Linked DNA regions of Danio rerio: region 1 is linked to region 2. The links are chromatin contacts, called in public Hi-C maps. All regions are on one chromosome and are shown on one strand. The core of a region is the stretch at or near the end of the contact, and the rest is flanking DNA. Distances in the headings are between cores, read along the strand shown. Region 1 overlaps gucy2d (guanylate cyclase 2D, retinal). Region 2 holds the start of si:dkey-111e8.5.

Region 1 (2,779 bases), core at 182-2,681, 70 kb before region 2:
GGCATTTGCCCCAGCCCTCATTCTAAAGTTTTTCTCACATGGGATGGTGGGCCAAATCAAAGGTTACCATAGGCCAACTTTGGTCATCTCTGCTTTAAAGTGTATTTCTGCAACACACGTTCATGATTTCTGTTTGAGATCCCCCGTATGTGCAGATGTTTTCTGTTAATTTGTGTTTTCCCTGTTTCTACAGCTTACAGAATTCATGTCAACCAGAGTACAGTTGATGTCCTAAACAGTCTCAAACTTGGCTACAAAATAGATACTCGGGGCAGGACCGAGCTCAAGGTATGAAAACACACACACGCGCTGACGTGTTTCTTCAGTTCAGGCTCTTTTACCTTCAGAGAAATTATTTGGATTGAAATGACTATACCTATAACTGTGATCTAAACAGAAAGTACAATAACTAATTCAATATTTGTTGAGAGAAAATTATTATATCATAATCACATCACATGATTATATAACTTACATCTGTTCCAATGTTCTGCCATCATCTCAGTCACATTTTTTTCTTCTTAAAGGGATAGTTCACCCCAAACTGAAAATTAGGTCATCATTTGCTCATCCTTCAATTGCTCCAAATCTGTTTGATATCTTTATTATGTTGAACACAACTGAAGAAAGCAGAAAATCGCGAAAATTGTACTTTTCCTACAATGGTCAATGGTTACCGGTTTCCAACATTCTTTAAAATATCTTCTTTTGTTTCCGACAAAGAAAAAGAGAAAAACACATATTTGACACAATTTGAGGGTGAGTAAACAGCAAACAAATATTCATTTTAGGGTGAAATATCACTCCTAAGTTGTACTTAGTATATAAGTAAAGCATATATAAATATAAGTTATATATTAATCACACTTCAGAACTGTGCAGTACGAGATATATGGGGAGAAATATGTGAAATACATGTGGGCAAATACCACATAAATGCTAATGAAATAAAATGAAAAAAAATCAATGCAATGGTTGATCAATAACATACAATCTCTTTCATTTGGTTAACTAGTGTTGTCCATTTTTAGTTTTCTAAAAGAATAATAAAACAGTTATTAGTGCTTTGTAATACAGGAAGGCTTGTATCTTACAAGTCAACACAGAAAATCCCAACTACTCAGGGCTGTAATGTACTAAATGTTTCTCCTTTGCATTTTGAAATGTGTCAAGTACAGGCAACAACACTGTCAAAACACTCTTACGAATTGGCTAAAAATGCTGTATTATGCATCCGGTCAGTATCTTAAACAGCAAACAGTCCACTGGCCTGTTGCTTGAATCCAACTGAGCGAACTCCCGTTTACAGAGTAGGTTTAAAATTTACAAAACCAAACAAACCCACATTGGTTAAGACTGTTAGGTTCAGTGGTTTCACAATGCTTTGATATAAACGTCCTCTCTTATCTCAGGGTTCAATCCAGAGTTTATTATTAACTCTGGACCAACTGAAAGTGTGATGCCTGCAGCTTACAGACAAACTTAGAAAACATAGAGAGTCAGTTTGATTCATTTCTCACACTTCACATCTCTGTTGAAGAGAACAGATATTGATATGTTGATATATAATATCACTGTAAACTGATTTAATATGGCTTTTATGGGTGACTTTACTGCAAATAAAGAACTGAGCATTTGAAGTGGGTCCAAACCTTTCATGAAAGTTGTCCTAAAACTATTAAACACACATTCTTGTCTTAGGACAATTTTGAAAAATTATTTTGATCCACTTCAAATGTTGATTACTGTACACTGTATATACTGTATACTACTGTATGCTTTATATAGGGGTGGGGTAAAATATTGACACAGTACAGTATCATGATATTTTCCATGACTATATTGGACAGATATACGGAAGTTTACATCAATATAACAGCAATTCTTTATTATATTATTTGTATAAACAATTTGTGTAGTGTTTTTATTATGATAATTTTACTATATTATTTGTACTTATTTATTATACTATTTACTATAAAATCCAAGTCCACTAGATGGTGGTGTTGAACTTGATTTTTATTTTTCTGAAGAGCTGGGTCACCTTCAGCATGCAGTAAAGTTAGTCAAATAATGAAAATGCAGCATCTCAGAAAGATGCATACTACATTTATGACAGATTTTTATGATAGTGACAAACAGTTTTTCTGCTTGATAATCCCATTTATCCAGCAGCAATAAAAAAGAACTGATGTTTCTGTTTAGTTAAAACAGACATTACTGAAAGATCTCATTTTAAGTATACAAAAAAAGTATATGATGTTGGAGAATACTGAAATATATTCAAAATCGCAACAACAATGCATCGTGACATTGACACCCCTAATATATATATATACCTTAAAGTGGGAGGGACTTAAACCACAAGTCGGTTGGGTTTAGGTGGTGTAGGTGGAGCAGATATTAATAAAGCACATCAGGTTACTGTGAGGTTGGGTTTAGGTTTGGTGTAGGTGTAGACATTCACAAAGCACATTATTGGACTCTGTGTCATGTACAAGACATTAAATAAATAAAAAAATTAGATTTGTACAGCCAACTTGGAGCTTGAAGGCTCTCCCATTCGGAGATGGCTCTAACCTTCGTTATACCCTTCTCATTTAGTCTGTGTCTGTTGTTTATGTTAACTAGTATTTGAAACAGAAATGTGCGCACATCTTAGAAGGCTCAAAGGCAGGTGCTCGATCATAAATAAACACAGTAGCAAAATATCAAAAGAAAATTGGCACACTGGCACTTTAGCGCTCACATTTTTAAAAATATTGAAACGCTTCGACCT
Region 2 (2,700 bases), core at 116-2,615:
ATCTTTGAACTATAGATGTTCTGTATTGGTCTATACAAAAATATACATTTCCATAAGGTTTATTTATGCAGAGTCACTCATAGTCACTTATTATAGCGTGAACTGATAAACTGTAATAAATATAGTATACTTTAGTTTTTACTACAGTAAATTGTGAAATGTAATATAATATTCCTAATTTAGATTTGTTTCTAATTTGTTTATTTCTGTTAATGTATTTCCACCTCATACAGCTATATAATTACCATTCATTCATTTACTTTCCTTCAGCTTTGTCCCAGATTATAAGGGGTCGCTACAGCAGAATGAACCACCAACTATTCTAATTTCTAGCATTTTTTTGCAGCAGATGCCCTTCCAGCCGCAACCATGTACTGGGAATTACCCCGACAGATTAATTCAAGTAGCCTATTTTACTGGTTCAAAAACGATACACTATTTATATAAATTGCTATGGTAGGCCTTTATGGAAATGATAAACATTCCAAGCAATTCTTTTCTTTGTTCCATTCACAGACACGGGTTTGTCAAGATGATGGTGAAAATGTATCACTGTATTGTCAAGGTCATTTTCACAGATTTCTGATTTTGAAGAGAAATAATGGAAAGAACAAACACACGATGGACTAAATATGAAGAGCAAAGCGCCATCTACAGTTACAAGATTAGATTCACTCTAGCATAGAGGGTTGTTCCTGATTCCGTGTTTTTTTTTTTTTTTTTTTTTTGACTGCATCACCTGTAGCTACTATGTTTAGCTAGCTAGTTTTCATGTCATTTCGATATTAGAACTTCTTGTAACACCATGGACTGTTAAAGAACACGGAATATTTATAACATATTTATTTTGTCACCTTTTTTCGTGACTTGTCTGATTTGTTTTAAGATGTATGGCGTAGATTAGGGGTGTCAAATTTAGTTGCTAACACCGCCTCCAACCCTGTTTCATCACATTTACCTGTAGGATTCAAAGAAGACAAACGGACTCTATTAGTTTGATCAGGTAACTGAAACTCAACTGCGCAGAGCTTCGTCCCTTCAGGAACTGAGTTTGTCGCCTGTGGCGTAGATTATAAATCTGCTTTCACTTTCTTATTCTTTCAACCTCAACCCCTTCACCGGAAGAGTTAAGCGTTAAGGTGATCCAACTTTGCTCAGCAAGATTTCTACGAACAACTGTAGACTACTTAAGATATAAGGTAAGAAAAATGTAACAAACAGGTCAAGATCATTTAAAGATTTGCTGACCATTATAATTGGAACAATACTAGCGTTGAGAATCGCCTTTGTCACAGGCCTGTATTAATTGCCGTCTCTTGTTTTCTTAACAGCGAACGTTTTTTATCCCTTCACTTCAGAATATAATGTTGGAAAAAAGTAAGTCACATATTTGTTATATTCATGCTATTATTAATAAATATTTTTATTTTTAACCTGTTGACTTTCTTTCGTCCCTGGAGAAAAGTTATTTTTATTTCCCCACACACTGAAACTGATTGGCTTCAAGTTTCAAAAGTTATTCAGTTGATTATTTCACTATTTTATTGAAAATCCAAAGTAGGTCTACTTTTCAATAAAAAAGTATTAATTATCAAATAAATAGGCTAATTAAAATAGGCTAATAGTAAATAAAATAGGAGGAAATGAAATAAAAACAAATGGTACCATTTGTCATAGCATCAGGGCCCAGTATGTTCTTATTCTGGTCCTAACAACTATTAAAAAAATAATTAAACAATAATAATAAAAAGAATCGATTATGTAAACCAGGTGCTTCTCGGAAATGGCTATCTTTGCTTAGCATCAGGTGCACAGCAGCAGAAGACATTTGGCAGCAAACTATGAATTTAATTTGATTAATAGATGTCTAATAATACTACCAATTTACGTTTTTATTTTTATTTACATATGCAATGAATGTAAGCCTGCTAACTGTGTTTGGTTCAAATGATAGAATACGTACACTTAGTTTATATAATTAAATAATAATTAAGAAGGTGCTGATCGCAGAGGACTAGCATAATATTTTGAGGGCTATATCACGAGCTCAGATTTGGTTGGCCAATTGACGTTTCAGCACCACCTACATGTGTAATAAATTTTAAAGTGGTTTATCTGTTTTCCTACCCTAAATAATAAAAAAAAGAAAATCCAGCCAAAATTGTTTTTTAATTTTTTTGTGAGTAAAAGTAAAACCAAAAAAGGTCTTCTTTCTTTTCTTTATCCCGTGTAAAACTGGAAAACAAATTGTGCGTGTTCATTTTTTTGATCAAACGAATAAACAAATAAGAGCACAGTTTTTTGACTCATTAATTGGTTTTGACTTGTTTTGGTTTTGTGCTTGTTTTAATTGTTCGTTTTATGTTAAAAAGCAGAATAACAGATGAGCTTTCGTTTTTTTGTGCGTACCGAATAAACAGAAAAACGAAAAATTTACTGTTTTTCTGATGTTTCGTTTTCCAGAATAAAATGAATAATCAAATGAACGGATGGCACACAGACCCTTTTGAGTAGCCTATGTACATAAGTCAGTCAGTCAGTGGTATAACAACACACACATCATCAGTAAATGACTGAATTCATTGTTGGATGAACTATCCATAATAGCAGTAGGCTTGTACAATACAATCTGAATTGCAAACCGTTGCTTTTTGATGGAAAGCTGCATCTGGATTATATTATCATATCAGTAAAAAAGTT

What was found. A called contact is a pair of places that touch in the nucleus more often than the background predicts.
Region 1: a Hi-C map of an unstated tissue shows a contact between it and region 2, with 4 times the contacts expected there. The contact joins the enhancer-like site here to the promoter of si:dkey-111e8.5 in region 2. A contact is called at or near these places in 5 of 18 Hi-C or Micro-C datasets (caudal fin, embryo, hematopoietic stem cells and 1 more).

The regions. Positions count from the first base shown.
Region 1 is chr5:39,036,138-39,038,916 of GRCz12tu, reverse strand. It overlaps gucy2d (guanylate cyclase 2D, retinal), which reads left to right. Exons shown (of 19, transcript NM_131866.1): 16 at 194-288. Among named protein-coding and RNA genes, the nearest start is that of si:ch211-284e13.6, 11 kb to the right of the region's middle. Within about 2 kb of position 1,431, at least 5 of the 62 cell types and tissues checked have an H3K27ac peak or open chromatin away from gene starts, as enhancers often do.
Region 2 is chr5:38,966,097-38,968,796 of GRCz12tu, reverse strand. si:dkey-111e8.5 reads left to right here and starts at 1,365. Exons shown (of 5, transcript NM_001100954.1): 1 at 1,365-1,377. The coding sequence starts at 1,365.